Linked DNA regions of Anas platyrhynchos: region 1 is linked to region 2. The links are chromatin contacts, called in public Hi-C maps. All regions are on one chromosome and are shown on one strand. Each heading gives the region's core, a stretch centred on a gene start, on an enhancer-like site or on the middle of the called end of the contact. The rest is flanking DNA. Distances are from core to core; before and after follow the strand shown. Region 1 overlaps ATRN (attractin). Region 2 has its middle 10 kb from the start of DNAAF9.

Region 1 (5,588 bases), core at 48-2,547, 77 kb after region 2:
ACTTTTTTGATTTTTATTTTTAAAGGGAAAAGCATTAACACCTTGGCGAATATCCCGGAGAGAAAGATGATGGTTAGATATTAAAATCATTTTTTTAAACTTTAAAACTACTTCATTATTATGGCAAAAAAAAATGTTTTTGCTTTTGAGGCTTTTCAGCTCATGTTCTTTCGAAATTTGGCTTTTACAGTCACACTCACCACATGGCGTCATCGCTAAAACTTATTGACAGGCTCCTGAGACAAACTTTAATACGTTTACAACTTGTTCTGCTGTTTCGGGGACGAAATGCAACACATAAGAATTGAATTTCTTAGGACAAGCCCTGTTGCTCTGGTGGGCCCTGTGAGCAGGGCATGCCCTGTGCTGCTGCTGCAGCTTCTGCGTTTTTGCATATTGCAACAGGAGAAGATGGTTTCAAGAAAAAAAAAATATTTTACGGTATTGCCAGATCTCAGTAATCAGATTTTTCTAAGTATTACTGCAATTGCTTCGTTTCCTAAAAAATAGTCTGCTTTTGGGAGTCATCTTGTTGCACAAGAATGTTAGCTTTTCCTTTACGACAAGAAATTTGAGATGCTTCCTTATCCCTCCCCTGCTTTTCTTTTTGGCATTGATTTGTTTTTCATCTTTTGTAACTTCTATTTTGGGGTTGTTTATTGTTGTTTTTGCTCTTGTGAGCGTGGCTGACAAGCACGGAGCGTTTTGTAATCAGGTGTGGTTTTGCGCACTTGCCCCCAGTTGACTCCCAGTACTCAACACTAAAGAGAAAAAGAATGATTTTGCACTGCATGTCAGTAGATGGGAAAGCCAATATAACACCAATGTTTTGGTGTCACCTTTATCCTTTTGCTTCTGTGATCTGGATTCTGCATTTCCCCCCTCTCCTTTAACAGCTCCATCTTTTCGACTGGTTTCTGTCGAGGCAGCCGCAGAGCTCCGTGTGCTTTTTATCTCTGCTGTGCTGGCAGGTTGTGTCTCAAGAGAAAAGGATGAACACGCGCTTCTTGCGATGCTTGCATAGCAAATGATGGAAAAGTAATAGAGGAGATGTCATTTTTTTTAACTAATTCCCATTGCTACATGGTGCAGTGGGAAGAGAGCAAGGCACGATGCAGGCGATAGTGAAGTTGGGTGTCCTAGCGGTTGTTTTGACTGCCGCTGGCTCTACAAGTCCAGTGCACAAAATAGGAGTATTTCAGGGCAAAACGGGCTTGCCTTTCAACTTCTCAGAAGCAGGGTCATTGGGCAATTTAGCTGAGTAGGAGTATTTGTTTGCTTTGGAGTAGTGGTGATTGTGAAATGGTTGGAAAGCTTTTAAAACGAGAGAGGGATGGTGCATTGTGCAATAGGCTAATCTTGGCCGAGTCGGAGAGATTCTGGATTGTCGTTTAGAGGAAGTTGTCTGTGATCCATTATCATTCGGAGTCTGCCTAGAGGACTTTCTGTGGCAGATAATGCCAATATTCTGTGCGCTGGTTTCTTTAAAATGATGCTGTGCGCACTGATTTATGCACAGTTTTTGAAGTTTGACCTTTGTGTTTGAGTACCTGATGGTTATTGTTGTGTTCTGTGCTTTCTGTATTGTTGTGTTCATTGCTTTCTCTGAACAAAATTACTTTAATCTAGCACTTAAATTTCATTAGGACTTTTAAAACTTGTACAGGTGGGATATCATCCCCTTAGGGTGTTTACACAGGAGTCGCACAAGTCATTGTGTTTGTTAGGAATTTTTCTCTACTACTCAATAGCTTCTATAAAACTTCCTGTGACGCTAAAATTGCTTTTCTTATCCAAGCCTGGCCACGTCTGTGTCTCGGTAAATGTCACTGGCACCCAGGGAAGGTCCCTCACGTTGTTTGTCCTCAGGAAAGCAGAAAAATACGGTAAGGAAGAGGGAGAGCTAATTCTGCAGAGGTACCTGCCTTCTGCCCAAGCAAATCCCAAAACAGAGATTTCTAAGAGAAAACCAACACCACTCCTGTGTTGGTCATTTTATTAGGGACAGTTATTTGGGGGGATTTTGTCTCTTTTCATCACTGCTGTCTGTTCTGTCCTTTGGCTTGTGTTTGCTGCCGTTTTTCTCCCTGCTGCAGGCCGTCCAGCCGAATTGCCTGGTAATATCAGTGATACGTGCTGCAAGAATAAGACCAAAGAAGAATAAAACAGAACAAAGGAATTTTCTCCTTTGGTCCCCGAGCTGTAGTTTGCCTTCCCCTGACTTACACTCAGATGTCTGTTTTCCTGCGGTGGAGGCGTACTGTCCGACGGTTTGCATTACAAAGGAAAGCTATATATGAACCAAACAGCAAAGAGAAGTTTATTAGGCTTTTTGTTCTTTGATGTTTCGGGAGATGGTCTTTGGGGAGAGATGATCTTCAGATCAGAAGTCTCAAATTTCAGAACAAAACAGGCACCTCTTACGCACGGAGAAAAAAAAAAATTCAGTGTGTTTTGCCTTTTAATCCCGTATCCGTGGGATCTGAAAGGGAAAAAATAATTGGCTTTCGCACATGGAAATATTTATTGAGCTACATATCTGCAAGTGTGCTGGAGCTGGTTAGCCAAAACATGAGTTGAGGTTCCTGTGTTTTTATGGCATGTTGGTGATTTGAAGCATGCCTTCGTGTCAGCAGCCTCCGAGTCGTGCACGAAGGGCCGTTGGACAACTTGTACATTTACCCTCTCATAGGTAATGTTCATCTGTTGTTCGTGGTGCAAGCACCCCCTGTTTATAATAAAAGCTGATAAAGATCACGGGGTGTCTGTTATTCTCTCTCTATCATTGTATCGTATCATGGGGACAGAAAAATTGTGGCCACAAATAGTGCTTTACGGGTGATGTGCATGGGTTGCTGCCCACAGCTCTGAGCATCTTCCATAGGCATAGAGATGCGTTTACCCCATCCTAGGAAGCTCTCTGTTCTGAACATGGCCAAAAAGAGGATAAAGGAGAGCTTTTAATGAGAAAAATTCTGCTTTTCCCTGCTGCCGTGTGTGCTGCCTGCCTGCAGCCTGGCCTGACGGGCTGTGCCCAGCCTTTTGGGCTCTGCTTTTAAGGCGTCAGCTTGGCCTTTTGTTTGAAAAAGGACTCGGGCTGCTGGGGAAGAGGGTTCTGTGTCAGAAAAATAAGAGCTGGCTATTAATAGGTGGTAGTCAATGCGCTTTGCTTAGATAAAGGCTTAAAGGCATTCAATAGACTTCAGGTTCGTGGCTGTTCTCATGGCTTTTGTCTGAGGGAGGAACTGGCTTTGTTTTGTTGTTGTCAGGCTTCTGTCAAAAGCAGGGTAAACATTCCCTTTCAGATACTGACCGTCTTGTGCAATAGGCAAATAGCTTGTAGTTCATTTTTTTTCAAGAGACGTTCATTCCCCTTTTCAGTTTATTCAAGTATTTTGGCAAACCGTTGTATCAATCTGTGCTGTGCCTCGAGTAGAATAACAGAATCTTCTAGGCTGGAAAGGAGCTTCAAGATCCCACCAGGCCAACCATCAGCCTGATCTTTGGAGTCCCATCACTGATCCACATCCCTCAGTACCATGTCCAGACATCTCTTGAATGCCTCCAGGGGTGGGGACCCCACCGCTTCCCTGGGCAGCTCTTAATCATTTTCTCCGTGAAGGAATTCTTCCCTCTATCCCATCTAAACCTTCCTGGTAAAATTTGATTTTCGTAGTGGAAGAGCCCAAGGGGTGCTGGTGGGCGATCAGGCAGCAGATGTAAAGCGAGCATAGAAGTCCTCTCTCCCCCATTGCAGAGCTGAATTGTTGACCTCCCTGCTGCAGATGTTCCAGGTGAAAAGGGTATAAATGGTTGAGAAAGCAATTCCAAGCACAGATGAATGGTTTATTTAAATGTGCTGGCGTGGGTGCATTCTCCGGGTCAGAAAGCCCCTGAGCTGTGGCTTTCTGGAAGCTGGATAACTACGTGGCTAGGATGCTCCATACTTGCTTCATTTGTTACAGTCTTTCCCAAGCATTTTCATCCTTCCTCATGGTCAGAGGAAGATACTGGGTTAGACAGACCTGTAATTTTGCCTGCTACAGCAGCTTTTATGCTTTTGTGACACGTTAATTTCTGTCTTGAAGCATGTCACCTTGTTTCGGGAACGGGACCTGTTTAAATCGTGGGAGAATAATACAAAGGGAATTGTTTTTTTGTAAGAATAGGAAAACTGATTCCAGACAGCTTTAGGGTTGCTCAGGCTAAGAGCATTTAAGGTACATTTACCTTTTAGAAGAGCCAAGCTGGTTACTTCAAGGTTTTCTATTTGCATACGTTTCTTCAATCATTCCTTCTTTTGGACCAAAATCGCGCACACCAAGGGCAGCGATAATGCTGTTTTCAGTGTCCCAAGGTTTGTCAGGACTCCTTAGCCAGTAACATGGCCACTTTTTTGCAGATCATGTGTAGGGGGGCTTCATAAACTGGTCCCTGTGGGATGTGGTTTTATCTTTCCGACAGGGTCTTGTGAGCTCTTAGGCCTGCGAGCTTGTGGCAGTTTTGAGTGTGAATACTCACAATGGTGAGACATTTTTCTTCTGAATATTTGAGAAGTTCTGCTGAAGAAAACCAGTCTGATAACGCTGCTCTGCAAAAATGAGGATTAATGTACGCAAATTCATTATACTTCAAATAAATGCAAATAAATACCTTCACTTTCAATTATTTTATGTGCATACTGTCTTTACTATTGTTGCCTTGCTCCCTTTTATTTAATTTCCAATTATTTTTTTTCCTTTTTCAGCGGTCTTATTGTTCCTGAGAAAGATAGCAATGAAACAGTACCCGAAGTTGTAGCTACTTCTGGATACGCTCTTCTGCATTTCTTCAGTGATGCTGCCTATAATTTGACTGGCTTTAACATCACGTATAAGTAAGTAGTACCACTCCAGAGTGATTTTGGAGATTACATAAACGGCGCAGGTTGAGTAAAAGGTTTCCTCCTTCCTCAGTCTTGTCCTGAAATAAGCAATTGCCATTGAAGTGTGTAATTATGAGTAGATACTTGAATTTAGATTGTCTACTGGACTCTTTAGAGTGGCTAATGATGATAATGTGCTCAACATTAACTTCAGTTGTCAATTGTAAGCATGAGCAAATGCTTGCTCAAAAAGACATCACATTATTTATTTGATGTTATCAGATTTATGTGATCTTACTGAGTCAGAACTGACAGATTGTGTGCCTTTGTGCATTCTGCAGAGATACTTCTGCACAAAAAAGCTTTTGCATAATTGTACGTGTTTCATTTGGGACACTGGACTGTATCTGTTGAGGATCCTCAAGCAGTTTTCTTTGGGATGCTCCTATTTATTCAGTTCTTGGATTGAATTGCTTAGTCTGGCTTCTTATTCTGGAGTAGTGGTGGTGTGGTTTTTTGTTTCGTATTTGAAGTATTACAGGTGAGTGTTTTCTGTTCACAGACATATATTTTGTCCACGTATTTTTATAATTAATTTTAGTGTAAATTGACTGCTTTTAAAAAGCTTAAGTTATTGAGTAAATGATCTCAGTGAGGAAATACTGGTAAAGATAAAAATTCTTGATTCTGGTGGGAATTGTGGGCTTTGAATTTTAAGCTCATA
Region 2 (5,718 bases), core at 2,014-4,513:
TGTCAGCGCTACCAACAGCACCACATCCCTGGGCTGTGCCGCCACGGGTTCTTCACACGCGAGACAATGTTTTCTCCTATTTCGCCCCCAAAAAAGCGGCCGCCCCATCGCCCAGCAGCGACGCAGGCGGGGCGGCTAAATCCCACGGGGCAAATTCACTTTTTTGCCGTCACCCAAGGTCACCGGCTTTGACTGGCGGCTGCTTTGCCCGTTCCCCGAGAAACGGAGCATGGAGCTGGCCGGGCAGCCTCTTCCCGAGGGTTTTCCCACCGCTTCGGCTCACCCTCGCCAGCTTTCCTTGGGGAAAAGGGGCATTGTCAGCCTTTCCTGGCAGTCATGCGTGACACCCGCCAGCAGCAGCTGGGTTATTTATGTGGCTCTGCTTGTCAGCTGGCCATACAATGCACAGAATGGGCCCCGGGAGCTGCTCACGCAAGGAAGCAGGGCACACAAGCAAAACTGGGATTTAAATGTCATTTAAGCCACATCTCTGCATGCCTCTGAATTATAATAATATTAAAAAAAAAAAAGGTCTTCTAACACATTGCGTATTTTTCCATGCAGCTTCTTACAAGCCTTCTTCAAAGGGAGAGTGCAGTGAACCAGCAGCAGCTATTGCAATCTTTCCTCCTATAGAAGCTTCCAGTCCTGCAGGTAATTTAAATGAAGGTGGCCACCACCTAAAGTCCCCCAAAATCCAGAATAAAACCTTAACCAGCTGTCTGAGGTTTGGGGCTGCCCCTGCGAAACATGTAGGGGACATTTGGGGGGTCAAAGAGCTTGTTGGGGTCATCTTGCACCGAGCCTGGGGCAGAACCTGGCCAAGATGATGTGTGCACACCAAGGGATGATGGCAAGCAGGAGGATGCCAGCTTGCAGCATCGCTGATACACCATCAGGTAGCAAAATCCATCATCACACTATGAAGAGAGCACAGCAGGGATCCGAGGGTCTTGGTGCTCTTGTGCACAAAGCTCCAGATGCTCAAAGGGGCTGATTTGAGGTCTAAGAGCAACCAATGTGCTGCATTTCACTCTTGGTCCCCTATGGTTCTCTTCCCTGAACGAAAATCATTATTTTTTTCCATCTCCTGGGGCAGTTTTGCTGCCAATTTGCCTGGAAATAACGCTTCTCAACAACAGCCCTCATCGGGCAGTGCAGGAGGGGGATATTGTCTGTAATCCTGTGAAACAGGCAACAAAATTTCTTGGTCTTATTGCACATTTTTTTTTTTCTTCTTCTTCACTCACAAGAGCCCTTTGTGTATAGCTTCTCCCAAAAATACCGTTGCCCATCTTGGTTATTACTGGCCCCACGAAGCTGGTAATTATCCTAAAAGCCACAACATTTCTGTGGGTCCCCAGAGAGGGGCAAATATCCATGCACACTGCAGTCTGGGGGACAGTTCAGCCCCCCCTATCCCCAGCTGGGGGGCTGGCCGGGTGAGCCCAGGCAGAGCCAGGGCAGATTTCCCCAAAAGGAGCAAATTGACACCAAAAAAAAAAACCTTCCCAGGTCCCTGCCTTGCCTGGCGTGAACCCTGAGGGCTTTGCTGCGAGCCGCAAGCATGCGGCAGGGGCTGCGAGGAACATATGGGGACAGAAAGGCAACCTCCAGTGTCATTAGCTGGGAAAATAAATAAACCATAGGTGTCTCGCCTCCATTGGCCGGTTTTTATATCTGGAACTAATTTTGTCATCATGCTGATGAGTGACGAGATAATTGCCGCAGCTGCGCTATTCAACCTGCTCCAAAGAAGCCCTTTTTTCATTAATTCAGGCGGTGATTACACACTCGGAGCCAAATTTCTGCTGCATGTAACCCTATTAAGGCAGTGCCTTTACCCTGGGGATGGGCTCAGCCCTCCCTGTTCCAACAGCGTGCTCACGTTTCTTTGTTCTCCGGGAGACAAAGGAAGAGCTTTTTTTATGATATTTTTTTTTCCTAAACAGAACAAAATCAAGGAAAACCGATGTCTTCCTGCATAAAACAGGACACTTAAGATGCGATCGGGGACAGCAAGTCGCTATTTACTGCCTAAAGGAAGCTAAAATGTGGATATTAAAGTGATGTCCTGCCAAAAGGAGATGTCTTCTTCCAGTGGCAGCAGAAGGGGTGTGAGGAATCGCCCGTCTTTGACCTTGACATTCCCCTCGTCTGCCTTCACCCAGAGCTTTTCATCCGGGGCATCACCTTGCTTGGTCTTTAACGGGGAACAAAAGGGAAGCGAGCTGTTGAGTGAAACGGGCGATTTATTGCTGTTGCCTACCCCCAAAACAAAGGAGCTCAGTTGGGGTTTTGCCTGACGGCCTCCTGGCAACACTAATTTCAAGCCAAATGTGTTTGGGGCAGCTCATGAAACCACAATGTGCCACTACTTCTAGCAGCACAGGCGCTTGCAAGGCACAGCCCTGGGCTGCTCTGAAAGGCAAGTGACAGAAACCTTGCAAAGGCCAAAAATCATGGTTTTTTTGTGTGTGTTTTTTACAACCAGATGGCTCATTGGAGATGGTTGTTGTTGGCGAAGCAGCCAGAGGGCTGGGCACAGCCAGGTGGGTGAGCAAGGGGAATGTTCACATCGCTCCGTGCTGAAGACCTGTCTCTGCCTGGTTTCCACCTAGATTTTGTGTTCATATTCAGTGCAAATTATTTCCATTTCCATGAAAATGATGATGGTGCCTTGGTGATCTGGGTTTGATGTCCCAGCTCCGCATGAAATCCCCGCAGCTCCAAGCTGGCTGTGAAGCAGGAAACCCACAAAACGTACCTTTAGCTTAGGGAAGAGGACATTCACTTGGAAATTCATTTCATTTTTAAACCAGCCCTTACACCCAGCTCTGTGTCACCTCCCTGGGCTCTAATGTCATCCCAAATGTGACAACTAGAGCCAAGCAGGATCTACTTCAAAAATGTCATTGCACCTGGCCTTTGTCACGAGGGAGCAGGCACGGTGTCTGTGGCTCCACAGGAGCTTTAGGATGAGTTGGCTACAGCAAGGGAGGTTGCTTGGGGTAAAAGCACACGCTGACTTTTAAAACCCTTTGAATTTTCAGGTCTGGAGCTCTGCCTCTGCTCTATCAGCCTCTGCAGTTGGCGGTCAAGTCAACTTTGCTGTCATGGGTTTAGGAGATGAGCCAGGACCGTACCACGCACGGCTTCACCTTGGAGGATCTCATTGCTTTCACCACGGCAGGGCCGAGCTCTGGCAGCACAGCAGGGCCAAGGGGCTGGGATTTCACTGCTGACGTTTTATTTCAAGGCAAAAACCGTGAAATCACCAGCCCTCGCTTATCTTCATGCAGTGCAAGGGTGGCGTGGCAGCCTTTGTAAAGCTCGTGATGCAGATGATTTAGAGCAATCCAAGGGCAGGTTGCTAGCACTGCGATTGCATTGTAAATCACCCTGCAATCAGCCACCAACAGCTTTTTCTTAGGAAGAAACCAACCTTTTCTTAGCAAGTCCCAAGAGAAAATACCAAGAACTCACGGGGGTTGCCTAGAGGTGAGGACAGCCTGGTCGCACGACGGGGCACGTCGTGGGAGCAGCCCCAGCAGATGCTCTGCAGGAGCAGATTGCCTTGGGATGGCTTTTTCTCCATTTAATAGGAGGCAGCATGCATTTCTTTCTATTAATTTACATTTCCCATTCTGCATGAAGTTTCCCTTCGGCTCTATTAATTTTTCTACAGCCAAACCTGACAAGTCCGTGCTCATCCACAGAGCCAGGAGCCGCTCCGCTGCCGCGCAGCCACCAACATGAGGCACAAAATCGCACAGCTGGAGGATGTGGCTTGTGAATATCGGGAGTTTTGGCGTGGGTGACCGGCCATTTCTTGAGCTGAAGAAGATTTAGGCAAAGCAAAAAGCAGGGCAGACAATGATTCACGAGGAAGAGCCCCGAACGCCAGCTGTCTGTGCTAAACCCCACCTGGTGCTGGGTTTTCACCCGAAATGCTACTGAGGGGAGCTTGGGCTACAAAAGGCTTCATGGTTATTAACTTAAAAGTATCACATTTTGATTAATTTCAACATATCTTATTGTTAACTTAAATAACACCTCCAAAGTGATCACACATCCGAGAAAATTTTGCTCGTGTAGGAAGCTGGGACTTGCACGGGGAAGGTTTCGCCTCCCAGGACGTGGCCTTGCAAAAACCTCTCTGTTCGTGCATCAGTGGGTTTGGTTCTGTCTGCTGCGAGCAGAAACAGCAGAGCCTGGCCCGAATTCACTACCAAACAGCCCAAAAGCCTCTGGGGCTGGGTGCATGCAAGGTGGGAGCTGGCATTTTTGGCTCTCTGGTGGCTTCGTGCCTCTTGGAGGAAAGCTGCTCAGCGCCTCGCTTTGCAGGCACCAGGAGGCAGCATATGCACAATAAAGGTGCAAAGCTGACTATGAAACATAGCGTGGTGCTTTGCCTCCCGTGGCTACTGCAGAGCCGGGGATGTTTTCCTCTCTGTATCCTCAAAATGTGCCCTGTGTTTGACGGCAGCAGCTTCTTCCTTCTGGACCCCTAAAGGTAGCGTATGGGATCCCAAAGGGAGCCCCATAGCGTGAGGCAGGAGCTGGAAACTTCAATAATCACCCTCCTGGCTTCTGCATGGATGCTCATTTCTGGGGCTTTTCTACAAACAGTGGCTGTTGCGTCGTTTGGTGTCTTAAAAGCCGGTTTTAATTTAATCTGTTTTAATTTGTGGTCAGCTATTTATTCCTAGGAGCACAAGAGTGGCTGCAGTGGAGGGGGGAGATCCCTTTAGCCAGTGCCCGCCTCTGTACCAGGCACACACAAAGTGCCCTGGCCCTAAAACCCGACAACAGCAGGTGCTTGGGAACTGGCTGGAAAGAAAAATAGCAATGCCATCCTCAAATGTAGTCGGGGGAGCAATCACAGATGAGAAACTCCCAAAAGATGTTGGGGGAGAAGGACTCTGCGTAAAGGAGTCACAGCGGTGTCATTCCTGGGGGATGCTGAACCTGTCTCCTCAGTGATTAATTCCCCTTGTTAAAGGTGAAAAGCATTTTTCCTGCCTGCTCCCCGTGCCAAACATTTATGCAGTCACAGCACAAAGCCCAAAGGGCTCATCTAACCCAGGATGGCACAACGGGGCTCGAGAGAGAGTGCCACGGACGGGGCATGCCCACCGACAGCAGCACAAACCCAGCTGCACCACCAGATAATTTGCTTCAAAAATTCCTCCCATCCAAAGTTTTGACACAGCCAACGTAGCCCCTGCAGAAATGCTGTGGCGTGTCGGCCGTAGGAATTACCTACACAGCAGATCTTGGATATTACAGAGCAGAGAAAGACAAAATTGACACCCAGTAGCGAGAAGTTAATGAAGCAGTATCTATATGGGAAATAAATAAGACTTTTAATATATTTTTTCATCAGGGAAGGAGATTGGCTATCTGCACGTGCTGCTGAGGGGTAGGAGGGGGATATACCCCACTTGATAACACCAGCATGTTTAAGGTTTTATTGCTTCCCCAGTGTCCCCGTGTTGTAGCGTGCCCTCTTTTGCAGACCTTGGGGCTGGAAACGTGGAGGCAGATTCTCGAGTGCGCTCCTATGGCACACAGACCAAGTCCTAAAATCGGGTATGGGAACCAAGAGCCACAACTAAGCCACAAGATGCAACAGGAAAACAACTTGTACAGCAAAATTCAGCGGGGTGGCACAGTGCTTGCCCTCTCCAGAAACGGCTGAGGTGACGTGCTTGT

The links. A called contact is a pair of places that touch in the nucleus more often than the background predicts.
Region 1: a contact with region 2 is called in a Hi-C map of F1 follicle, with 6 times the contacts expected there. The contact joins two enhancer-like sites. A contact is called at or near these places in 5 of 8 Hi-C or Micro-C datasets (F1 follicle, liver, skeletal muscle and 1 more).

Annotation. Positions count from the first base shown.
Region 1 is chr4:77,477,199-77,482,786 of IASCAAS_PekinDuck_T2T, forward strand. It overlaps ATRN (attractin), which reads left to right. Exons shown (of 29, transcript XM_027455845.3): 4 at 4,748-4,876. Among named protein-coding and RNA genes, the nearest start is that of ATRN, 41 kb to the left of the region's middle. Within about 2 kb of position 1,298, at least 4 of the 8 cell types and tissues checked have an H3K27ac peak or open chromatin away from gene starts, as enhancers often do. A contact at or near this core is called in F1 follicle, where this site is marked.
Region 2 is chr4:77,397,793-77,403,510 of IASCAAS_PekinDuck_T2T, forward strand. No RefSeq gene overlaps it. Among named protein-coding and RNA genes, the nearest start is that of DNAAF9, 10 kb to the left of the region's middle. Within about 2 kb of position 3,264, at least 2 of the 8 cell types and tissues checked have an H3K27ac peak or open chromatin away from gene starts, as enhancers often do. A contact at or near this core is called in F1 follicle, where this site is marked.